Regions from separate parts of the Mus musculus genome. Here all the other regions are linked to region 3. The links are chromatin contacts, called in public promoter capture Hi-C maps. All regions are on one chromosome and are shown on one strand. Each heading gives the region's core, a stretch centred on a gene start, on an enhancer-like site or on the middle of the called end of the contact. The rest is flanking DNA. Distances are from core to core; before and after follow the strand shown. Region 1 holds the start of Olfml1 (olfactomedin-like 1). Region 2 holds the start of Trim21 (tripartite motif-containing 21). Region 3 holds the start of Smpd1 (sphingomyelin phosphodiesterase 1, acid lysosomal). Region 4 holds the start of Cyb5r2 (cytochrome b5 reductase 2). Region 5 holds the start of Ppfibp2 (PTPRF interacting protein, binding protein 2 (liprin beta 2)).

What was found. Promoter capture Hi-C pulls out the DNA fragments that hold promoters and counts their contacts.
Region 1: a promoter capture Hi-C map of liver shows a contact between it and region 3, with 8 times the contacts expected there. The contact joins the promoter of Olfml1 here to the promoter of Smpd1 in region 3. A contact is called at or near these places in 5 of 39 promoter capture datasets (cranial neural crest, hippocampal neurons, liver and 1 more).
Region 2: a promoter capture Hi-C map of pre-B cells shows a contact between it and region 3, with 12 times the contacts expected there. The contact joins the promoter of Trim21 here to the promoter of Smpd1 in region 3. A contact is called at or near these places in 4 of 39 promoter capture datasets (the C10 cell line, cranial neural crest, liver and 1 more), 1 of 115 datasets of contacts at active chromatin or transcription factors (large pre-B cells) and 1 of 9 other capture datasets (liver).
Region 4: a promoter capture Hi-C map of liver shows a contact between it and region 3, with 3 times the contacts expected there. The contact joins the promoter of Cyb5r2 here to the promoter of Smpd1 in region 3. A contact is called at or near these places in 3 of 39 promoter capture datasets (frontonasal cranial neural crest, hippocampal neurons and liver).
Region 5: a contact with region 3 is called in a promoter capture Hi-C map of liver, with 9 times the contacts expected there. The contact joins the promoter of Ppfibp2 here to the promoter of Smpd1 in region 3. A contact is called at or near these places in 4 of 39 promoter capture datasets (hippocampal neurons, liver and pre-B cells), 1 of 484 Hi-C or Micro-C datasets (B cells) and 2 of 9 other capture datasets (adipose tissue and liver).

The regions. Positions count from the first base shown.
Region 1 is chr7:107,564,688-107,569,869 of GRCm38.p6, forward strand. Olfml1 (olfactomedin-like 1) reads left to right here and starts at 2,746. Exons shown (of 3, transcript NM_172907.3): 1 at 2,746-3,207. The coding sequence starts at 3,079.
Region 2 is chr7:102,563,876-102,569,047 of GRCm38.p6, forward strand. Trim21 (tripartite motif-containing 21) reads right to left here and starts at 1,607. Exons shown (of 8, transcript NM_009277.4): 1 at 1,514-1,607; 2 at 397-465; 3 at 1-250. The coding sequence starts at 214. It also overlaps the pseudogene Gm5339.
Region 3 is chr7:105,552,485-105,557,590 of GRCm38.p6, forward strand. Smpd1 (sphingomyelin phosphodiesterase 1, acid lysosomal) reads left to right here and starts at 1,876. Exons shown (of 6, transcript NM_011421.2): 1 at 1,876-2,353; 2 at 2,738-3,510; 3 at 4,023-4,194; 4 at 4,434-4,510; 5 at 4,866-5,011. The coding sequence starts at 2,048. Gm39063 (a long non-coding RNA gene) reads right to left here and starts at 1,877. Exons shown (of 3, transcript XR_869857.2): 1 at 1,618-1,877.
Region 4 is chr7:107,754,447-107,759,351 of GRCm38.p6, forward strand. It overlaps Cyb5r2 (cytochrome b5 reductase 2), which reads right to left and starts at 3,586. Exons shown (of 9, transcript NM_177216.4): 1 at 3,512-3,586; 2 at 2,739-2,865; 3 at 2,465-2,537; 4 at 258-364. The coding sequence starts at 2,816.
Region 5 is chr7:107,593,746-107,598,359 of GRCm38.p6, forward strand. Ppfibp2 (PTPRF interacting protein, binding protein 2 (liprin beta 2)) reads left to right here and starts at 1,306. Exons shown (of 25, transcript NM_008905.2): 1 at 1,306-1,634.

The DNA of each region.
Region 1 (5,182 bases), core at 1,496-3,995, 2.0 Mb after region 3:
GCTGTCTTCCCATCCTCTTGAACACAGCAACCACTCAGTAGGATTACTGTGAGCAAAACTAGACACAGCAAGCCGGTATGTGTCAGTCAAAGTTGCGACAGTCTCCAGGGTAAGCTTACTTTTTCTTTATGACCTCTCTTGTCACACACACACACACACACACGCACACGCACACGCACACGCACACGCACACACACACACACACACACACACACCAGGAATCTGTCCTCTGTCTCACTTGTTCTAATGTTTAGAGGGGCTTGCATAGGATTTTATATCTCTGTTTGGGATTTGAAGGAATTAAAATCTCTAGAATAGAACAGTTATGGCCAGTCAGAAGTTAAGCTTTTCCCTGGGAACCTGATGACTACAGAGAGAGGCAGGGGCCTGAGTCACTAACAGGCAGAGACAGGAGTCCCTTCCAAGTGTGGGTCAGTCAGGCTGGAGTCCACACCTTCAAAAAGCAGGAGTGACAGTAAGGCAAGAGTGATCCTGAGAACTTGGAAACAGCTGAGGTTTAAGCAAGGAGATACCTCTTCACTAACTGCTTGGGGGCGGGGGAGGGGGGTCTTTAGGCTTCACTGTGTACACGTGCTTGCTTGGTAAAAAATAATAATAATAATAATGCACATATATTATAGGAAGACCAGAGGAGGGGTATGCACTGTCATACACAGTGTTGATTGTGATATACCAAGGACTTCCTCCTCTGAATCTTTTCCGTCTTAACTCAAAATCCCATGGGTAGGATTTAAGGCATTTGTGGAAGAAAAGACACTTTGGGGAGAGCATTCCCTCTTTGATAAGAAGACTGAGTCAGATAGATTTTTTTTTTTAATTGATGCTGGAGATGGAACCAGGCAGTGGGCTTGCTAATTTACTGCTGATCTGAGTCCTCAGAATTTTTTAAATAACCCATCAACTTCAATATGTGCTGTCCATATAGCTCTAGATCTAGGGCTATCCACTGGAGCATGATGGACTGACAAGGAGCCAGAGCCTTAGAGAAAACTGACTCTCTTCACCTAAGATGCCATCAGCTGTCCATGGCTCCTCAGTTAGGGGTGGGAGTTCACAAACCTCTTCCTATTCCATGCTGGAAGATGACTGACTTGATCTTGTGCAGATCTTGTGCAGGCAACCATGCCTTCTGTGAATTAATGTGTGCAGAAGTCCTATCATCTCCAAAAGATGCTGTTTTTCTCTAGTCCTCTTCAAAATCTGGCTTTTATAATCTTCCTGTTCCCTCTTTCCTGATGGTACTTGAGCCTTGGGGCAAGGCTGTGACATACATGTCCCACTTGTAGCTTAGTTTGCTACAGTCATTGATTTCTTGGTAGTTTGCTCACTTGTGAGCTTCTGTGTTAACCACCATCTCTTGGGAGAGAGATTTCTCTGATACTAAGGACTGCACTAATATGTGGGAAGAAAGACACAGATGTCCGAGGCAGTTTGGTTTTGGTTTTGTTTTGTTTTTAAATAAGGATGTAAGAGAAGTTAGCTAAAGTTCAGGCAGTTTTGGAAGGAGTTCAAAGATGGTTCTCTGAAACAAGAGCAATTGTTCTTAACAATAAGGAGATGGTGCTTGGAACATTACCAAGGATATAGGGAAGAACCAGTTAGCGACCAAAATCATATCAAAGAAGAGGAGAGAGGAACATCTATTAAGAACTAGGATATTCAAGAGCTACCAATAAGAAATGTTCAGATTTTAGATTTCAGCTACTTGTGTATGGATCAAATGCAAACTCAGGTCTTCTACCTCCCGACCAGGGCTCTTTCCATATTCCATAAATGCTCCAATTTCCCCTATTTTAAAAAGTGATTCATTAACAATGCAAAATAAAACAGAACAGAAGATGGAGGTGGGGTCCTGGGCCTGCCTATGGAAAAAGAGGTAAAGGTGGGGAGGCACTAGCACAGGAAACATAAACATGGAAGGTTTTATGGCTTTGCTCCAGCAACGGGATTTCTCTTTAGCTGGCCTGAGGGTCTGGTTTCCAGGCTGCTGCTAATGGGAATTCTGACACTGATGATGGGAAACTCGAGGACTTTCTCACAGTGGGATTACATTTCCTGATGACTCAGTGTCCCAAAAACCACTGTGTCAATCATTCATTCTCATCCTAAAAATTTTCTTCTGGGCCAGGAGAGATGGCTCAGTGGTTAGAAGCACCTGCTGCTCTTGCAGAGGACTGGAGTTCAGTTCCCAGGAATCATATCAGAGAGATTGTAACTCTGGACCCAGGAATCTCTGAGGCCACGTTCTGGCCACTGTGGGCCCCATATTTTCATGCATACATGTGTACATGAATTAAAAAATAAATCTAAAGAAAAAGGAAAAAAATTTTTTTCTTCTAAGTTCAATCCTGACAATTCTCAGCTGTTGGTCTGGGTAGCCAGGCCTGTGCCCACTGTACCCCTCTGCCCACAGAGCAATGCTGCCCTGTACACTTTTCTGAGATGGCATAGATCAGCATTCACATTTCCTTGCTATGCCTTTAAGAGCTACGAGAATGCAAGAAACAGAGGTGGGGTCTCCTAACAGAACTTCTTGGAAAAAGATCCTAGGAATTTCTGCCAGAAACTGAACTGAAATTCCAACACTGAGACCTTGGGGGGTGGCCTGTGTTGAGCTAGGCCTGCGATTGGACTGCACAGTCTATTAAGGAGGAGGGAACCAAAAGTAAAAGAGTTGGGGGAGGGGAGAGGAGAAAAGACCTCCCCTCCCCTTCCCCAACCCGTACACTCTGAACCTGGAAGCTGTAAGTAGCCATTAGCCTGGAGAGGGTCTGTGCATGGCCAAGCTGAGGGCAGCAGACACTGGACCCCCGGAGCTCTCTGCAACCAAGTGAACACGTAAGGCCTGCAGAGACTGGCTTGCCAACAGCTGGACTTGATCACCAGCTTGAAACTGAGATCATGCACCGGGTAGAATAACAAGCGGACTTTGTTCTCTCTGGCTATGCAAAGCGTTGTTTTCCAAGGAATTGCCACAGCAGCAGACAGAAAACCAGAGATCACCACCCGGACCCCTGAGTCGTTTTAGAGAACCAGAGTTCCTGGGAAGTGTGCAGGATGGTGGTGGCCCTTCAAGAAGCTTCTGCTTCCCTGGTTCTCTTCCTTGCAGCATTTCTGCCCCCACCACAACATGCCCAGGACCCAGCCATGGTACACTACATCTACCAGCGCTTCCAAGTCCTCGAGGTAGGTGACCTGTCTTCCCTTCACAGGGAGTATGCCTCTTGGAAGTCACTCTGCTGTGCCCCCACTTTGCTGTCAACTAGGGTGCATGTCTTCCTGATACAGAATGAATCACTGCTAAGATGACATTTACAGATGTGCATAGCCTAGCAGCTCAGATGCCACCTCCATTGCAGGCCGCTTGTACTTTCCCCTGGCAGTTTTTCTAACCTATAAAATGGACATAGTGATAGAATTTAGGTTCAAATGATACTCTGCAGATTTAATAAAGAGATTTCAAATTAGGGATGTTTTATTTGGGTCATTAATCCATACTCAGAACATAGCCTAACTCACTGAGTAAATTCTCAGGTTGTTGAACATTCAAAACCAAATAGTTCAGTCTTCAATGTATGAATTAGAACTCTAGTCATGTTTTCTTCATCTTTTACTATATAGGGATGCTAAGTGATTCCAGCTTTTCTCTTTTCCTTTTTATGATAAACTGTTAAGTGAATATAAGACAATGTGGTGTTACATATGGAGGCTCACCATAGATTTTTGCTTTTTATTCCTAACTGGACTTGGGTTTGGAAATGAGATTTCCCAGCAATGTTAAACAGAGTGAGAGCATTTGAGGTAGAACTTTGTTAGAACAGTCAAAAACCCAGGGTCGGGAACATGACTCAATTGGTAAGAACTAGCCTAGCGTGCAGGAGCCTGGGGTTCAAGGCTCATCACTGCAGAAACCAGGTATGTTTTATGATATCAGCTGTAACAGCAGTACTCAGGGAGTGGAGGCAGGAGGATCAGGGGCTTCAGAGTCATCTTTGGCTAAACAGGAAGTTTGAAGCCAGTTTAGACTAAGTGGGACTCTATACCAAAGCAAAACAACAAGTGAACAAAATTCAATATTTTTATAGGCCAGTCAGGTTTTTAGGAATAAATTTAATCTTCTACTTTGCAATGCTTTGCTCTTATGCAAGTTGAATTGGCATATTATGCATCTTCTGTCTATGACTGTCTTATCTCAAATATTTATTTTCTATATTTTCCTGAAAAAAAATCTGTAAGCCCAAATGATGGGGCCATCTATCTATAGTTTCAGTAAAATAAGGGCATGGAACGAACAATCCAAAGGTGGTTTTTCATACTGTCCATCCAGCAGGTGGAGGCCTGGAATCTGTAGATAAGGCACTCCCAGGCCCTGGGCCTCATACAGCACTTCTTGCTCCCTTCCTGGACATGCTGCCAACCTCACCTGCCTAAAATGCCAAAACTGTGCTCGGGCTTTGGCAGCAGCTAAACTCGTGTGCATTACCCCGTGGTCCTGCCAGAGGGTGTCTGCAGACAAACTGCCTTGCAGCATTTCTGCCCCCTGTAGCTCTGTAGCTGTGTAGATATGTTTGATCTGTAGAAGATAAAGATAGGTCCTTCTTTGACCATTAGGTTCTGGCTGGTGGTGAAGAGACAAATCCCAGGCAGCAGCATTTCTGGCCAGTGCAGAGGCTTGACAACACACGGATACAGGGCCTGTCTGCAAGGCGAATGTGGGGGAGCAAGAAAGGGGAAATAGAGACTTGTGAATTATTAATATCCATTGTCTCTCCATCTCTCTGTCTCTGTCTCTGTCTTCTCAACTACTTTTCCTGTCTCTATCTCTTTCTCTTTCAAGAGAAAAGGCTCTGCATGATTATGAGTAAAAGGTTTTCTGTTTGTGAGGAAGGTTTTAGTCAATGTTGCCAAGTGAGCTTTAACTATTAACACTGACCCAGCAGTCCCATTTCCGTTCACTAATTCTTCCGTTCACCAAATATTCTTTGACTATTACTCTATCCTTAGCTCTGTGCCAGATGTGAGGGACTGGAACTCACTTCTGGAAATATAGTGAAATATATAGATGTGAGGGACTGAAACTCACTTCTGGAAATAATATGAAATAACATCGAGTGAAAAAATTTGAAAACTAAATGGACATTGAAAGTTGTTTAATGGAACA
Region 2 (5,172 bases), core at 357-2,856, 3.0 Mb before region 3:
GGTTTTCCACCATGTTGGCTATATGTCTATTGGGCCTGAGGTTTCGGAGCAGAAACTGTTGCCGGCACTCGGGACATGAACTGCCCCCATTCTTCCCAACTTCAAAAATGCATTCCTTGCAAAAGCAATGGCCACATTCGATACTCATAGGCTCCACCATGGGATCCAGGCAGATAGAACAGGTGACCTCCTCCCACATCTTTTCCAGAGACATTTTTGAGGTTGTAGAGGGTGATATCTGCCGTGGAATCTTGAGAGATGCAGAGGGGCGAAGAGATAAAAATGAGAGTTTGTAGGACAAAAGCAAAAGCAAGGCAAACCCCAAACTCCCCCAAATAATGCCAAGGTGGACAAGCGATGACACAGGAGGGAAAGGCAGAAGGCAAAAGCACCAACCTGAATGACAGGAGCCTCTCCTCCGGCCTCACCCACTGAGCAAGCCAGGCAGAAGGGGAAACCGAGTTTCTAGAAGAGACAGAGAAAACTGGTGGGGGTAACGCTGCTAACAGCTCCACCGTCACCACACCCATCCCTGCTTAACCCTCACTGTCTAGGCGTCTCCCATTTCCTTTCTGTCATCTTATGCCTCTACTGCCCAGAGACGTCAGTCATGGCAGTAACGACCATTTACCATATCACCACAGACCCTCCATATTCCAACCAGAGTTAGCTCATACTAGTCTTCATTAATCTTGGCAGAAACCACAGGGGTCAGGCATTAGGAGTCAAGGTTTATGCAGCTATACATCATAGTAGACATTTTGTCAAATATGACAGGCTGCACATATGGTGGTTGTGCAATAGGCAACACAATGCAGCCTAGGTGTGTCATTAGCGACCCCACTCAGGTTCATGTAAGATGTCATTCATTATCCGGAGTACATTGTCTAAGAGTATATGGCCCAGTTATAAGAGTTGCATGTGTGTATATGCATGTTTTTATATATGTATGTACACATATATTGATGTTTTTATATGCAAACTATACTTGTGCACAAATGCATCAATGTAGGCGTGCCCATATGTTCCCCTCTATAAATGTCTATGTACATAACATGCAGGTGTGCTCACCGGTGAACATTTTTGGGGAGCACTCCCTGGGCTCTTCTCTAAGCTGCTCCAAACCTAGTCTCAACTTCCTTTAGGGTGTGGAGTATCTTAAATCCACAGAAATTTCTACATGGATAGCACTCTCCTCAAGCAGGGATCTTCAAGGGGTAAGGGTTTCCCTGAGCTCCCCTCTGGCCTAGGTCACCACCCTGCTTCTCCTGCCCTTGCTAGGACTGTCGTCTCAGCTAGTCCAGGGCACTAGGAAAGTCACTTTCAGAGCCCAGCTTCCACAGGCCAGCATGGGCAGCTCTGCAGGGCTAGGACAAGACAACTCTGATGAAAAGAAGCAGCAGGTGGGTTCGCAAATTCCCGAGTGTGGGGTGCTGATGGGAAGAGGCTCCTTGAATCTGGTGTGGGGATAAAGAGCCCACCTAGGCCGGCCAGGGGTCCCAGTCTCACTCACCTAACCAGGGTCCTCAGCTTTAGTTATGTGCTCCCAGCTTCGCTTTTGCAAGCCTGCAGTCCAAATTTCACTTTCAGTTTCCTCTCAGAGGCAGGTCTAGCAGGAAGAGGGAGGAGCAAGGGGAGGAGTGAGGAGTTGAGTGGCAAGAGGAGGTTAGAGGCAGAGAAGGCGGAGGCTGGGCGGAGACTGGGCAGAGACAGGGCAGAGAGTGGGAGGAGAGAGGTCAGAGGTGCAAGAAACTGACTCCTGGCCACAGGCAGGGAAAAAACTCAGTACCTGTCCTCCTGGGTCTCTCTAAGGCCCCCTTGTCCCCTTTAACAGAATGTAATCTACAGGATATCGATCTTTGACACTGGTCTTTTCTTCTTACCTGGGAGCTTCTGAGAGAAGAGGTCTGAATGGGAGAGGGAGGAGTCACCATCTGTTTCCTACAGGGATGGATAGCTTCCCCCAAGACTGATCCCGCCACCGTCACTGTTTTTTATTAGTATATATTAATTGTACAGAGTACTTGAAGTATACCCATTTCCCACCACTCTGTTGTGTGATTTTGCTCTTTTCAAATAGTTTGGGGCTAGAAATTTATTCTTTATGATGTCAAGGTATGTGTTGTACCAGTGAAGGGAGTTAAGACTTATGGACAATTGATATTGTATTATAACTTGCGCTAAAAACAGCAGTGGAATTTTCCTCGCTATTTATTATATTTAGGAAACAAAACCATTCTGTGATTTGAAATTTCTAGTCCTGTTTAAGAGATCTCTCTTAGTGAAAGGCCGCCAGGCAACATCTACTGTCTAGATTGTGCTGTTGTACTGGGGCTTGGTTCCTGGAGCACAACAGTCCTAGAAAGCAGAATGAAAAAGAGTCAAGCATCCGAAAGGACGAAGACATCTATAAACATCAGAAAACGACTCTGCTTCTACCACGGAAGGTCTGCTGCTATTTCCTGCAGGCAAAGAACTTGGGTCCCAAAATAAGGCAGAGGGTAGAGTCAATGTCTATTTTGCTATTCACCACCAGAGGATGCTCTGTTTCAGTTTACACACTGGATAGAGAGATTAATGCACACCCTAGGGGTGTGCTGATATATACTCTATAATGTGCACACAGGACTACTAACATATTGTACTCAGAGCTGCCTCAGCTCCCACCTTGGTAATTGTTTGAAGACCCCACCTACTGAAGACCCAAACTCCCTTCACTCACAGATAGTACTTTGATATTTCAAACTTCCCTCTCCCTGACAAAATGACCCAAGTCTTTATTTGGGAAGAATTAATGCTATTGATATTATTGTCTAGCACATTATTAGTGTGTTGGTGAAGTGAGATGTTTATACTTTGGGTTTTAATCATATTCTCTACTAACTTGAGTGTGTATTGGCAACCCAAGTTGTCCCTGGTGATATGCAAGTACATTTTGTCCAGGACAGGAAAAGCTTCTTCTACTTATTTCTAATTTAGTGACTTAAGAAGCCCCCAAAAATATGGAAGCAGAAGGAGGACCAGTTGGAAACAAGAAAGGACCAACGGGTGTGGGAGAGGGACAAGAAAGGATGACGGGTGTGGTGGCGCACGCCTTTAATCCCAGCACTCCGGAGGCAGAGGCAGGCGGATTTCTGAGTTCGAGGCTAGCCTGGTCTACAAAGTGAGTTCCAGGACAGCCAGGGCTATACAGAGAAACCCTGTCTCGAAAAACCAAGAAAAACCAAACCAAACCAAAAAGGATGACGGAGGGCTGACCACTTGCTGGTTTTAACAATGTATCAGAATTATAGCCCTTTACTCTCATGGTTAAAGCCTTTGTTGATCCCTATAATAAAATATCACAGATCGAGTAATTCATTAAAAAAAACATACCTTTCTTTTTTATAGTTGTGGAGGATGGGAAGTAAGGCAGCAGCAGACTGGTCTTTCCAGACTTGCTCTTTTCCTCAAAGACAAGGCCTTCTCTTTGTATCCTTTCTTTTTCTTTCTTTCTTTTTTAAAAATAAGGATCCTAATCCATAGCTTCACTTCTTGTTACTGTCATATCATCATCACCATCGTCGTCATCATTATCTCGATCTATTAATTTCACTAAGACACAGACATAGATGAGATTTTCAATTTGGTGCCACACCTCCACTCTCAACAAGTCATGGCCCAGTTTTACTGACCACCTGTTCTGATGATGCACACTCAAGATGATGGTTTCCATAACCTCATTACTAGGAATTATATATAAAACAGTTACTGGTTACAGGTAATGCTTTGGAAAGAGCTTAATGGAGCAAAGTTAAAAATGGTGATGCTTGGTAGATACAATGTAGGAGAGAAAACAGATATGCTGGAATATTACTTATTTTGTTAGAAAAATTTGATTTATTTAACATAAATAATATTTAATGTAAATAATGTAAAAAATTCACCAGAAAACTGCTCAGATTTTTCTTAGAAACAGTAAAAAACAGGCTAAAAGCAATATAATATATGATGATATAGCATATTACATGATTTATTATATATGTTATTTATGGCAGCACTTCTACTTCCTCCAGGAGCCACCTACTTCCTCCTTTCACTTCCCACAGGAAGTGAAGGGAAACTCAAATCTTTTTAAAAAATTTCTTATTTTATGTTTATTACTGCTATTTAGTCACAGAAAAGATGAACACTTTACAAGAAATGTCCTTTATCATATGCCATATAGGTATAATTTTATGTGAAGAGGAACTATGAGAGAACAGGCTATCTTTACAAGGAAATAAAGAAACAGCAATAAAAGAATTCTTCCATATAAAGATTTTAAACCAAATTATTCATTTCAGAATACAAAACCTTCATTGTCGGAAGGAAAGAGAAAAACAGCAAAGAAAACAGTAAGACAGAAGACCAAGAATAAAGAACTCTTCTCTAGAGATGCACTGCATATGTAGTATATACGTATGGTCTGAGTTATCACAAAAGTACTCACGGATTATAGTCAATTCTCATATAGTTAGAAACAGCACTTTCCAAGCAAGTGCAATTGGCCCAGCACTTTCTCAGTCTCCAGTTACATGACGAGTTAAAGTTGTGTAGCAGTCACTGCTGACGAGCACTATCAAGACAAACGCTGGACAAGATATAATTTTTCTCCTTGTTCATTGTAAAGATCGGTGCCTGTTTGTAATGTTCTACAAGTTCCTCCATGGTGCTGAATTTCTGCTGCCCAATGCAGTAAACAGTCTCTTTCAGCTGGACTTTAAAATGTTTGTTTTCCCCTTGTGTTTTTAGTGATCCTGAGAAATCATTTGGCGAAGACTCACTGTCACAAATGAGGATGTCTCCTTCATGCCCTCTTTCATTTAATACCATCTCTGCCTGATGCCTGGTGACTTTGCCATAATACCAAGGATTGCCAGCAGACTTCCAAGAGAGTGAAGGCCTAATGTCATCACATTGTGGAGGCGATGGTTCCAAACCTGAGGTTAATGGATTATTCTGAACAATGGTAACATAGTTTTTTGGCATCAGGCCAACCATGCCATTGATTTTCCTGCATTTCCACCACTCTGGGTCATTTTCCGGCTTTTCAATAACATCCATTACATCGCCGTTCTCAAAACTGAGTTCTTCATCATTGGATGAGCTAAATGGGTAAAGAGCCTGTACAGCATTCAATACTTGACCCAT
Region 3 (5,106 bases), core at 626-3,125:
TGGGATTGTGTGAGAATTGAAAACTAGTCATTACAAAGCACCTGAATTAGTATTTAGCACATTTACAGAATTTGATAAATTAAGCTTTTTGCCACTGTGGATATAATTCCTCTTTTTAATTTTTTGAGGTATGGCTTCATAGCAGTCCAGGGTAGACTCAAACTTCTCAAATTCACTTTGTAGCTAAGGGTGGCCTTGAATGTCTGATTCTCTTATTTCTACCTCCCAGGTGCTGGGGTTACAGGAGTATACCCAACTCTTTCTCTATTAAAAAGGAGGAAATGAGCCGGGCAGTGGTGGCACGCCTTTAATCCCAGCACTTAGGAGGCAGAGGCTGGTGGATTTCTGAGTTCGAGGCCAGCCTGGTCTACAAAGTTAGTTCCAGGACAGCCAGGGCTATACAGAGAAACCCTGTCTTGAAAAAATAAAAATAAATAAATAAACAAAGCCAAAAGTCCCTTCTATCCTGAGAATTCTGAATTAAAGCTTTGTTAGAAGATTGGCTGGCTCCCGAACTGTGGATCCTGGGGCAAGACATAGTGAGATCCTGTCTCAAAAACAAAACAAACAAACAACAACAGATAAAATAGGATTAAAAACACTTAAGAAGACCTTTGAGAGATGAGATGTAACCCATACCTGGCACCATTATCAGTGTAAGGGCCTGTGGCTAGATAGGTCATAACCCCCATAGCGGGGCAGAGAACCTACTACTATTATTCTGCTAATAGGCACAGTATTTAAATGACTTTAGTGTACCCGTAGATCAGAGCACTTAGCAGTCCTCACCAGTGAAGCTTCTTGAAGCAGGAGAGAGTTAAACACAGACACCTACAAATGATCATCAGAGAACAAGAGACTTCGAAGTGATCCTCCCTAAATGGGGTCTATATCACACCTCTCCTTACAAGGCTAAGTGATTGAAAGTGGGACTGAAAGACTGGAAGAGCCAGAGGCAGCGGGTGACTAAAGGAAACTTTTCTGGCACGACAGGGAAGTTGCATGCAGTGAAATCGCCATGATTGTGACAGCACGCACAGGATGTTCAAGCGAGACAAAATTCCAAAGGCTCACTCCTAGCTAAGGCGTATTGGCATCGGAGAGCTCCTAGAAGAGGCAGTTTTCTTTTTAAGGATATGACGACCCCTGGTAGGTTGACCAGGCTCCAGGGCAGGTCCCACACCTAATAGTGTTGGGACCTGGGTAGAATTCCCAGCACGCAGCACGGGCGTGGCGACCTCAATACATCTATAACTCCAGTCCAGGTGGATCCTCTTCCGGCCTCCAGCAGGCACCACGCACGTGGTGCACACACATACAAAATACCCATACACATAAATAAATAATAATGCAAAATTTTAAATTAAAAGAAAGACACATTAACAAAACCTTAAGTGATTCAAGGCTGCTGTAATGGTGGCAGAGCATAGGAAATCGAGGGGAGGACCGTCCATGGCAGGTCAATCCGCTCAATGCAAGCATCGCTGCCCCAGCCCTCTCTAGTTAATCTTCTCAGTTTAATGACCAGCTGAGCCGGGCATCTATTCTAGGAATCTGAATGTTTAAAAAAAAAAAAAAAAAAAAAAAGCGGGGAGGGGGGGTGGAAGAGAGGGGCACCTGGGAGTTCCCTAAAGGGCTTCCATCAGTTCTGGGCAGAAATTATCGGGGCCGCCGCCCGCAGCCTCGCGCAGCAATGGCTCAGGGTGGTGAAGCTTGTCTCTACCGAGGTCACCTACCCACCCCAACCCCGCGGGTCCTAAGACCGCCCGGGGTGATTGGGCTGTGGCTGAAGAAGGCGGATCAGGGCGGGTTGGCGAGCCCCCTTTTGCTCCGCCCCCAAGGTTTTGACAGCCGCTCCCCCACAGTTGCTGGGCCATAAGAGGAACAGGAAGGGGAGGAGCTGTTTTGTGGCTGGCTGCTGAGCTATCAGTCAACCACAACGAAGGGTAATCAGGTGTCTCCAGCGTTACCCGGGCCCCGAGGGCCAGCCAGGGCTTCGGCCTGTGGGGCCTGGAGGGGCAAGCCAGTCCTGTCTACGAGCCTGGCAATGCCCCACCACAGAGCATCATCCGGCCAGGACCACCTCAGAGCCGGCTGGGAGCAGAGACTGGAGAGGTCCTTACCGGCACCCAGAGTGGGACTCCTTTGGATGGGGCTGGGCTTGGCGCTGGTTCTGGCTCTGTTTGACTCCACGGTTCTTTGGGTTCCTGCCAGAGCTTATCCTCTTCCTTCTGAAGGCCATTCTGTCAAATTCAGTGCCATAGCGCCGCCGCTCCAGAGTGCCTTTGGGTGGCAGAACCTCACTTGCCCCGCCTGCAAAGTCTTATTCACTGCTCTCAACCATGGGCTGAAGGTGAGTGCGTGAAGGGCTGTTGTGGAATGCTGGGGGCAGGATGAAGTGCACTGGTATGCCCGGGGGAGGGGGCAATATATTTCTGGTAGAGGGTGCTTCCTATGCATCCATGTTACCACTACCCCACTGTGACCTTTATAAAGTTAGGGAGAGTAAAGTCAGCTGGCTAATTGTGGGCTTGAAATGGTAGCACACCCTGAGCTAGAGTAGGTAGCTAGAGGCCTGGTGCTGAACTGCTGGGCAGTGTGTGGGAGATACTGATGTCTCTTTATCATGGTGACAGAGTTATCCTAGCTCCGATTTAGACATGGAAGCCTGTGGAGTGGTGGCCAGGGTTCACTTGTTCTGTCTCTGACCTAACTTCATTGGTTCCTTCCACCACAGAAGGAGCCCAATGTGGCACGGGTAGGCTCTGTGGCCATCAAGATATGCAAGATGCTGAACATAGCACCACTAGATGTGTGCCAGTCAGCCGTCCATCTCTTTGAGGACGATGTGGTGGAGGTGTGGACACGTTCAGTTCTGAGCCCATCAGAGGCTTGTGGCTTGCTTCTGGGCTCCTCTTGTGGACACTGGGACATCTTTTCGACTTGGAACATCTCTTTGCCATCAGTGCCGAAGCCACCCCCAAAGCCACCGAGCCCACCAGCCCCCGGTGCCCCTGTCAGCCGTGTCCTCTTCCTTACTGATCTACACTGGGACCATGAGTACCTGGAGGGCACAGACCCTTACTGTGCAGATCCACTTTGCTGCCGCCGGGGGTCCGGATGGCCACCCAACTCCCAGAAGGGGGCTGGGTTCTGGGGCGAGTACAGCAAGTGTGACCTGCCCTTGCGAACGCTAGAAAGCCTGTTGAAAGGACTGGGCCCTGCCGGCCCTTTTGAAATGGTGTACTGGACGGGAGATATCCCTGCCCATGATGTCTGGCAACAGTCTCGCCAAGATCAGCTGAGGGCCCTGACCACCATCACAGACCTCGTGAGGAAGTTCTTGGGCCCAGTGCCAGTGTACCCTGCTGTGGGCAACCATGAGAGCACTCCTGTCAATGGCTTCCCTCCTCCCTTCATAAAGGGAAACCAATCTTCACAATGGCTCTATGAAGCCATGGCCAAGGCATGGGAACCCTGGTTACCAGCTGATGCCCTTCACACCCTAAGGTACTTACTGTCGGTGGAAACCCAGGAAGGAAGAAGAAAGATGGATGAGGGAGAAAGGAGGAGGGAACTGGGTAGACTACTCCAGCAGGTGTCCTCAGCACTCTCTACTGCCCTCCCTAACCTGACCCTGCCTTCCCTTTAATTATCTCCAGCCACCCTCTTTTCAGAGCTAGCAGTACATCCCCACTCCCTAGCTTGTGTCTTTGCCTACAGTAGCTCTCTTTGTAAAATGAATTCTCCCTCCCTCTTTAATATCTCCCATTTTTTTCTCAACGTGGCCAGGCCTATAACATCTCCCGACAGAAAGGCCTTTGCTTTCTGACTCACCTCACTCTTTGTCCTGAATTCATGAAGCTCTCAACCCTCTGAGGCTTCTTTACTGTCAGAGGAGCCCTATAATTACTGCTGTTGGTCTTCAGCTAGGGTGGGAGCTCCTGGGGGTGGGAGATGACATCATGTGTACCTCTGCCTGATGTGCAGGACTATTGACATCTCGGTTACTTTTGTTTCAGAATTGGGGGCTTCTATGCCCTCACCCCACGCCCTGGCCTCCGCCTCATCTCTCTCAATATGAATTTTTGTTCCCGTGAGAACTTTTGGCTCTTGATCAACTCCACAGATCCTGCTGGACAACTCCAGTGGCTGGTGGAGGAGCTTCAGGCTGCTGAGAATCGAGGAGACAAAGTAAGGGGATGCGTTATGAACCGGGTGGAGAAGGTGCTGTTGGGGCTGAGGAGAAGCAGGCTGCTGTGTGTGGGGCTGAGATCTGTGAAGAGGGGAGTGTCGCTTCACTTCCTAGAACTACTGTCTTCCCTGGGTCCATGTTCACCTTCCTGTGTCCTTCGTATACTCAATCTTCTGTCACTCTACCCAAGGCTGCCTGGATTCCTCAATGCTCTGACTGCCCTTAATTCTCCCTTCAGGTGCATATAATTGGCCACATCCCTCCAGGACATTGTCTTAAGAGCTGGAGCTGGAATTATTACAAAATCATAGCCAGGTAAAGGGATAGAGGGCTTGGGTGTGGAGACTGAAGGGTTAAAATACTCTCAACAGTCAGGCAGTGGTAGCACATGCCTTTAATCGAAGCACTCTTGAGTTCAAGGCCAGCCTGGTCTACAAAGTGAGTTCTAGGACAGCCAGGGCTGTTAACACAGAGAAATCCTTTCTCTGGAGAAAAAAAAAAAGAAAGGGAGGGAGGGAGGGAGGAAGGAGAGAGCAATTCCCTCAAGCACAGAGTCTCACAATCTGGAGGAGCTACTTTGCCCATTGCAGAACGACCACCCTAACTCCTCAGGTCTACCCACCCTCATTTCCACTTCCTTACAGCCTTCTATCACTGTGTCTCTGGGCAGGTATGAAAACACTCTGGCCGGTCAGTTCTTTGGCCACACTCACGTGGATGAGTTTGAGATCTTCTATGATGAGGAAACTCTGAGCCGACCACTAGCTGTAGCCTTCCTGGCGCCCAGTGCTACAACCTTTATCAACCTTAACCCTGGTGAGTAAGGCAGAAGGGAGCATTCCTCATCCTGAGGCTGGTGTGACAGAAAGGGATGGAAGCCAAAGCAGGTCCTCCCTAAAGTTCCTTTGTTC
Region 4 (4,905 bases), core at 2,336-4,835, 2.2 Mb after region 3:
CATATACACAGTCCCTCGTTGAGACTCTTCTCAGGTGATTTCTAGATAGTGTAAAGTTGACAGACTAACCACAGCAATCCTTTGAGACACTACAGGATAAAGTGTAGCATAGCTGATAAATGAGATTATTGAAAAGCACTGTACAGGCCATAAGTCCCCCCCACCCCCAGAGGGGGAAAAAAAACACTGCTCTCCACTCTACTACACTTAGAATACCTGGGGGTTCTAGACAGCTGGGTAAGATGGGCATTATTTACCTTTATAATTAAGTCCACAAAGCCTTGATCATCGTCACTGGAGACAGGTGTGTAAGCCCTGATCACCAATTCATTGTTAATTTGTGCCAAGAGATGGACATAGTTACCTACAAAAATGTATCAAATGTTAAACCCGAGGATCATAAGTAGAACCCAGGAATCCTCCAAAGATTCCCTTTGATAACACTTGCCCAGCCAAGATCACACTATAATTTTAGAGTAAGACTGAATTAAAGGTGGGGTTGGACACTAAAAATATCAGAAAGGAGCCGGGTGTGGTGGTGCATACCTGTAATCCTAGCACTTGGACCTTAGAGACTGACTTGAGTTCAAAGCTAATCTGAGGTATAAATTGCAGTTCTGCCTGGTCTAAGAGTGGGATCTGGTCTCAAAAAATCAGAATTTTTTTTTTCTGTTTAAAGAAAACTATTGTCTTCATGAAGGTTTTTCTTCCTGATCTGGAGTCTGGGAGGGAGTCACCAGTACCCCATCTGTGTTCCAGGATAGAACAGGGCTTAGCCTCATGAATGCTGCAGGGTCCCAGGACCTGGATAGTCCTATTTCAAATAAAGTAGCAATGTGTGCAATCTGGCCATTGGCTCTACTGAGAGGCAGCAGGGACATTTATGCTATGTCTTTGCCTGTCCAGAGTAGAATTCTATAGACTTGGTGGGGAGGGCAAAGACATATGAGTTTAGACTATAGCCTGATGGCAGATAATGGGTCAGATTGAAGGACAGACTTCAGGGACCAAGGCAATTAGTATTGAGGGGAGGAACTGCATCAAGGAATGCTAAAAGCTAGAAGCAAAAGAAGGTTCCAGGACAGGTTCAGATGAAGTAGAAATTAAGTGTGCTTGAGAAATTAGAACTACAGGTAGAAATAGAAACACACACAGAGAGACAGAGATGAAGAGGGGGCAAAAAGGAAGAAGGGGAGTTGGGATGCTTGAGGGCATAGGGGCTAGTTCATAATGTTAAGCAGTGTAAATCTGGGTCTTGGTGGAGTCCCTTGGGGCTAAGGGGCAAACTTATAGACATAGCCTGATTGGACACCAGGGTCACTTGAGAACACAGGCTTGAAGCCGCAGCTTCCTTCTGAGAGCTCACCTGAAACTGGGGACCTAGAAAGTCTGTCACTGCAGCCCCATACAGAATGAAACTATGTCCCGGGTCCCAGGGTCCCACCTCCTCCCATCTTTGTGTTAGTGGAGCTGTGAGGCATCCAGTTTTCCTATCAAGACTCTTAGAGGGCACTACATTGCCTTGTCCCTCTGACCACACAGCTTCCACTGTGGCTGAAGAGAAAGCAGGTCAGAGAAGTTTCTACAAATTCTATTTCTCAAGTGGCTTGTGCTTTCATGCTGCCTCCCAACAGGGTGATGACAGAGGCTAAGCAGAGGAATGGAACGCCCAGTGACAGGAGTGAGGGACAGCAAGCAGGCTCGGGAGCCCGGCAGGACTCCTCAGACTATAATCTCATCACTTGGCAGAGTTGAAGTCAGAGCTTTCTTTAAAAGTAGGTCATTAGTAAGGCTGTCCTCTAGGAGACAAGGGGAAGGGCTTCTCAGTCCCACCTTTGTTCCTTAGGTTTTTCATCTTATGAGCTGTCTAGAGATGTTACTGATGAAACTAGAAGCGGGACAATTCAAGAGGTCAGCTGGGATTGGTTTCCACAGTGAGTCCCTCCTCAAGTGGGTCTCAGGACCCCTCAGATAATCCATCCAGTTAGGGCATTTGCACTGCTAGTGATTCCCATGTATATTGGGCCTTGACTGCAAGGGAACATCTGTTCTTGTCATCCCTGAACAACACAATGAAGTTTCTGAATTTTCATATCCATCATTCATTTTACCCTCACTATACCTGAAGTAGGCAGAAAAGCCTGGGAAATACTATAGATGGAAGAAGGTCAGAGATGGTGAGGGACTGGCCTTAAATTGCATGGACAGGAGCCATTAAGGAGATCTTAAACTTCCTGACTCTAAGCTTACGTCTTATCAGTGCTCCTCAAGCTATTACTATTGTGACAGTCCAAGTGGGACAATGGGGACACTGTCCTCAAGTCCAGCTGCCTATTCCCTCCATTCATGTGGTCCAGGGTTATATCAGTGTACCCTCCATATCCCACAAGAATGGGAATCCATTGCTAATAGGAGCCAAGTACTCAAACACTCAGACTTGGACATGTCACCAAGCACTGCTCACCGACAGGAAGCCCCAGGACATGGTCTGGTGAGGGCAGCCCAAAGCGGAACCTTCTGGTGTTGTGACTGATTTGCTGGTTAGAAAAAGAAGAAGAAGAAAGAGGTAGGCAGGTTCTGTTGACTCTCTAGGAGTTTTGCTTTGTGGTCCAGATCTTTAGAAAGGTGCTCCATTTGGTCCTGAGGTGACTGATCACCTCATATCCCCAGCTAGCATTCTCCCCCACCCCCACCCTCCCCTTTCACCTAACCAGAGGGAGGTTTAGGTGACCCACTACCTCCTTCTCAATCAAGGGCAGCGGGTACTTGGCTTCAGGGTCCTGTAAGGTGATAAGATCTTTCTTCTTGACACTCATTTTCTTCAGGGCTATGAGAATCGCAGTGGCCCCGGTGACAGGTTTGGTCCTGGCAGATACAGTGTGAAGACAGACCTCAGATTTCACCCATGCTGGGCTAGGCAGCTCTAAGCCTGGCTGATCTTATGTCTTACAGGACTAGCAGAGAGAAAGGTATTAATACAGAAGGCTCTCTCTGGGACCAGCGTGCAGAGGTTAGCTGCAGGTCCAAGAAGACCCCTGGACCAGGCTTGACACCTATCCCAGAGTGCTAGTGTCTCCAGGCCCTCATTGGTCATCTGCCTCCATCCTGGGGGGAATGACTGTGGGATCCTTACCAGCTAACAGCAAGGCTGGGGACAGAGCTCACCTCTCTAGAGACTTGCCACACTCACTTCGGATTCCGCTGGAGCAGTGGAGCAGTGAGTGGCTTGGGGACTCACTAGCACCTTCCTATGAGTAACTGAGGCAAACATATACCTGTAAGAGGCGTGGCCAACCTCCCTATAATAGCCCTCAACTCCACCCAGCTCCTCCCTCACTAGGCCAGTTTGTTCTCATCCCAACCTGTTGCAGAAAAGTCTGCAGCTTAGCCCTGAGGCCCACTGTCCCAACCAGCTGGGAAACCGCCCGTGAATCCTGCCTCGGCCACCGCCTGCGGCTGTTCGCCTAGCCCCGGGTTCCTTCCTGCCCCGCGCTTTCCCGGCAGAACTCACCTGGAGCGAGATGCCTGACTTATCCTCGAGATGAACAGTGCCTTTGATGGTGGGGATGATGAAACATCCGGCAGTGGCCGCTGAGGAGCTGACTCCTGCCCCATAGCGACGGATTCGAGCTTCTGTGTCACATGACTCTGGCACAGGACTAGCCTGGCGCTTCTGCAGCTGGCCGGGTGGGAATGGGGCTTATCTCCAAGATCCCTATGCAGGGATCCCTCTGCTTCTTGACTTTCCTGCGCATGTCAGCAGCCTTGAGGAAAATTCAGCCTCCCCAGCTTGTTAAGAGCCTGGCAAGATGAAGGAAGGGGTTGCTGTAAACTTGTTTACAATGCAAACTGAAGAAGAGTTGCAGCCTAGAGGAAGACTGCATATCTTATTTAACATGCTTCCTGAGCTGCTACCCTAGCCTCCCAGGACCAAGTGTTTGCAGGATTGGGGTGACTGCAGCCAGTCTTTAGTGGGAGACCGGACCGGACTCTCAGAGGCAGGATGAGAAGTTCAGATTATGAAGATTCTTCACAATGCATTTCAGAACCTTGGTTTCCTCTTCCACGCTTGCAAGTGGCAAAAGGAAAACTCATTTCATAGTGAGTTAAAGGTCAACTTTGGCAACTTAGTAAGACTAGCTTAAAGTTGAAAAGCAAACACACAAGCCGGGCGTGGTGGCGCACGCCTTTAATCCCAGCACTTGGGAGGCAGGGGCAGGCGAATTTCTGAGTTCAAGGCCAGCCTGGTCTACAAAGTGAGTTCCAGGACAGCCAGGGCTACACAGAGAAACCCTGTCTCGAAAAACCAAAAAAAACACAAACACCAGCCCAACAACAACAACAGCAGCAAAGGACTGAGATACAGGACATGGTTACCTTAGCTTGTGCGAGTCCCTGAGTTTTTAGTCTCTGGTATAGAGAGGGGGAAAGCCCAGATTGTAAAATGGTATTTCATGAAGGTATTTGCATCAAATCATTAGCTCCAACGAGAGACATGTACCCCCAACAGCAGGACTAGGAAGCCTCAGGTCCCCAGAACTGAAGTTAGAGGCAGTTGTCAGCTACCCAGTCTGGATGCTGGAAGCCAAATTCTACTTCTCTATAAGAGTGAGTTCTCTTAACTGCTGAGTCATTTTTCCAAGTCTTAAAATAATCTTTGCTATATAAATAGTTTCCCATTATTATAGATGAAATCAATTCACACAGTAATGAGATGAATATACTCCTTACTTTTACAAGAAGAACTAAATCTTGGCTGAATATTTGATTCCACACAAGGTAGTTGAGGAATCTTCAATGTTTTTCAGAGTTCATAGATTTTTTTAAATATATATATAATTGTTGATGCTGAAACTCAACATTTTGTACATACATAGGAAAAAAGACAGAAGTATGTTTAGGGCT
Region 5 (4,614 bases), core at 56-2,555, 2.0 Mb after region 3:
GGCTGGCCTTGAACTCAAAAATCCACCTGCCTCTGCCTCCCGAGTGCTGGGATCAAAGGCGTGCACCACCACGCCCGGCGTCTGTACTTTTAAAGCTCCTTCCCAAACTGCACAGAAGCTTGAGAAAGCCAAGTTCATAAAACATTTTACAAAATAATTGTATAGTTCTGAGAAAATGCTGCAGTTTCTGGGGGCCTGGGGGAAGAAACTGCCCCCGTGGCCCCAAGCTACCAGTGGGATTTGGAACTGCCCACACTTGAACTTATATGAACTGCGCAGGCTCTGTTTCCAAAAGCCTCTCACCCGCTATTTTAAGGAAGTGAAAGAACCGAAGGGTGTCCTGCTGTGACACAAGTCTGGGGCCCCAATCTTCCTCTACTGGCTTTGCCTTTGCTCTGCTGCTGGCCATGTCCCCGCAGTGCTCACACACCTGTTTGCCACAGTATTTATGATCTTCTGTTCATGTGTGCAAGCCTCTGGTCATACCAGTAATTTTAGACTAATTTTGAAAAAAAAAAAAAAAAAAAAAAGACGAGTCGTGTCTGTCAACACTCCAGGTGTAAGCAACTGGAGTCCAGCTTAGTAGAGACTCCTGCCAGAGTCCCTGTATCCCTGCCATCTGAGGCCCTGGAGATTCTAAGCAGATAAAATGAGCAACCGGCCCTTGGAGGCCCGGGTAGGGCAAGCAGCTGTGGTAAAACCCAGGGCCTTATGCACGCTCGAGGTAGGTGCTGGGATTCGGTCTCCAGGTTTTTTTTGTTTGTTTGTTTTGCATACTTGTACCTGACCTTGCAGGGCACAGGAAGTGTTCTGTCTTCAGCTATTCACAAGACAGAACACCAGAGCTTTAACCACTAGAGGGACCTTCAGGAAAGGCGGGGGGAGCGGCGGCGGAGGTTGAGTTAGACAGATCTAAGAGTGACATGGAACCCAAATTGGGGTTGGTCTGGGCTGATTGGGAATGATACAGGTCTTAGACTACCCTTAATCTCAATGGGGTTACACAAGGCCCGCTGTGTGTGTGTGTGTGTGTGTGTGTGTGTGTGTACGCTTGCGCTTCGGTGCTCCTTTCTGCAATTCTCCGCACGCTTTCCTCGTCCTGCTGACAGATTACAAAAACTCTGGAGACCTGAGCACAGTGGGACACAAGGAAAATGCCTAGGGTCCTTTCTGCGGCCGGAAGAGTGCAAGAGTCCTAGGTGCAAGCAGTGGGCTGGACCCAGAGAGGGGCGTGGTCTCCCGGGAGGGGCGGGGTTTGAGCCAGCACGGGAGCTCTGCCTGGGGGCGGGGCTGACCAGGCAAGTCCCTGTGGAACTGGAACTGTGGCTCTTGGGTCCTCGCGGGCCACTGCGGTGCGGGAGAAGGAGGAGGGGTGGCAGAGGGGCGGTTCCTAGGGGGAAGGTCCCAGCAGCCAGAGAGCCACACTCCGGGACCAGCCTCTCTGGGATCCCCGCCTCCGTCACGTGGGTGCCGAACCGGGTCGGTGCTGGCGGGTCTGCCACTTGGTTGGCAGTTGGTCCTTGGGCCAGTGGCCTGTCACTGGGTTCTCCGCTCTTATGTTGGAAAGTGTGAGGGACACAGGAGCGACCTGCATACCTGAGCCTCCGAGAGAGAAGCTGCACTCTGGCATCCAGGTCAGTGGGTCTCCCTGCCTCGGCTCACCGCTATCCCGGGAACTGAGTACCCCCAGATCCAAGAACTACATGGGTAGTTGGGCGTCTGTGGTCTTTTAGACCTTCGAACGTTTTCAAGACTTGGGGACCCACTTATTTGTCTGGGAGACTGAGAAAAGGGAGCAACTCCCCTGGATTTGCTTGAGTTTTCTACCCGACCTCGCTCTGGATGTGCCACCTGCCCCGCGCTTCTACAGGTGGCAGAGTGGTCCCCAGGATACCGGGGTGTTCCGATATCTCAGAGTTCCGGGCGATTTTGACCCAAGCCTTGAGTCCCGTGAGGGCAGCAGTGGCATCAACTGGAGATACCTAGGTGGGTTTGTTCCATAGACCTTTGGTCCAGAGCGCTTTGGCCAGGAGCAGTTCTGTGCACTAATTGCTAAATGCAACACACTTCCCAAAGGCTCAAGGCAGGATTAGGGTGTGGGGATGCTTCTGTTTTTAAAAGTGGGTCCTCTTCCCTCCTTCCATCCTGACGCCAGACCCATACTTTTCCCTCCGATCAAAATAAGGTTATTATATGTTTAAAAACTAGAACTTCCAAGGTTCCGGTAGGATTCAAATAGGCATTCAGCTCTTTCTTAGAGCACTGAGATATTTGATATAGATCAGTCTTCCTCTTCATATTTTGGTTTTATTTCTGCCTGTGTTCATTTCTCTTGGTCCTTAATTGATTATATTGTAGACTGTAGTGTTTATTAGATTACCGAGTATTTTGTTAAGGTAAATGCTCAACTACAGGAAGGAAGTCAATTACAGACCTAATTAATCTTCAGTCTTAGATTACTATTGGTATACTAAACATGTTATCTGATTAGAAATTATTTCTTTCTTCACCAGCCCGTTTGTATGCATATTTACGTGACTTTGAAGTGGAATATTGTTAAGTCTTTTGTTGTTATTTTCATTTGGGATTTTATTTAAGGCTGATGGTGATGGGAACTGGTGATCTCATTTAGACCCTTGTGAATGCTTAGCTAGGCAAGTGCTCTACCACTGAGCAACAACACTCAGCCCTCACATAATATATTAGTGGTATCACTCTGAGGTTTGATGATGTGCCGATTTTAGTTTATTGCTACTATTGTCTGTGTTTTGGTAACTAAGGCAGATATGCTAAGTGGATGGATAACATAAGAGATACATGTAAGAGATAAAGACAGATGAAGGTTGGAACAAACTTACAGAAATTCTAGGGGTTTGTTTGTTTTTTTTCACCAGAATAAGGAAAATCTGGGTAGGTTTTAAGAAGGATCAATCTATATGAGGGATGTCACAGGAAGATGTTAGCGGTGACCTGGGCCATGGAGAGGTCTATAAGGCAAACTCAGTCTATAAGAAATGGCTACTGGTCCTTCTTGGTTCCTGGCCTGATTGGTAGACAGAACAAAATAACAACAAAACCAATGGTCCCAGCTGGCCCAAGGCCACAGACTTCAATGTATGGGATATTAAGCAGAGACTGACTGTGGTCTGCTGAGCTTATCAAAGTTAGAGTCCTTGAACTTTGACCTGCCCAACCCCCAGCCTGACAGAAATCTAGTAAACATTTGTGGAGAGAAAGGTCAGCTGACATTTTAGAGCCCTGTGCTTCAGACACAAGCTTGAGAATCAAGAGATGATCTTCAAAAGTAGATTTTTGACACTGTGGGTCAGGGGTGAAGTCTGGCATTCTGTATTTCTAACCTATTTCTTTCTTGTTTGTATCAAGTATTAAGAGTGATGTACAAACTCTCCGAAGGCCTCGGAGTTTTGCAAACTCTTCAGGTTAAGTAGGTCCCAGGCATGTTTGGCATTCTCCAGGTGTTTCTAATAACAGCCGGGTGGGATCCACTATTGGACTTGGTAGCGCCTGAAGGACCACAGCTGGAAGGCCAGTTAGGAGACTGGCAGGCCAATTCAGATAATTATGAGGAGAGTGAAGTGTGAGTAGACAAAAGAGACCCTAGAAATACCAGGGCCAGGAAAAGGGAGGTGTCAGCCTTTATACTGGTTAGGCAGAATAAGACTCTAGGAAAAGGAACAGTTCTTGGAGAATTCTAGTTCAATTTTGGATGCACTACTTCGACAATACTGGTCAGCAGCTAATTTGTGTGTGTCCATAAGTTTGTGTGGGGATGGTTTCTCCTGAAATACAGATCTATTTATGATTCATTACTGTTTCAAATCCCCTGGTGAGGGAGAAAGAATGAATATATAGGTGACATGTTTTAAACGTTAAGACCTATAAAGTGTGTGACTCCATATAAGATATGACGGTCACCCCTTTGTGCACAAAAGTAAAGCTAAAACTCTGGGCTTGGATTCTCCTGAGTCACTGGTTTTCTTGCTTCCTCCTTCCTCTTAGGAGTTCCACTTCCTTTACCCTTTGCTACCCTAGAATTTCGTTTTGTTTGTGCTTGAAGGCACCTATGTGTGTTTATTTTTAGAGTCTCGGGAAGGTGAGCTCTGTCTCGTATAAACTCTGAAGCGGCAGTCTGTTGCGTCTAGTGGTTCTCTTCAGGGACTGTTATTATCTCTAATACTTGTGATAAAAAGCCTTGTAGGAGATGGGTACCCTAAATTAAGCTGATGAGCTTTCTGTGGAGACTTCCAGAAGGCCCCAGACTTCTAGAGGCGTTCTGACTCAGCTTTGTCTCCAGCAAGCTGAAAATTTCTCTGTGCTTTAATGTCCTTGGTTTGGTGCTCCTTCATAAGTAATTCTTGCTTTCCTCTCCTCTGTGCCTCTGTGCACACTTATGCACATGAGAGCTAAGCATCCAGTGTGTATGATGCTTCTTATTACGGTCCATGTTGTACTGTAGTTTTGGCATGCAATATGTACATGTCTGTAACACGTCTGTAGACACAGGTGGGATAAGGCTGCCTCTCTGATAAGATAATCTTTAATATCCTTGTGACATTTTTTGGCCAATTCATTTTCTAACTCCATCACCACTGC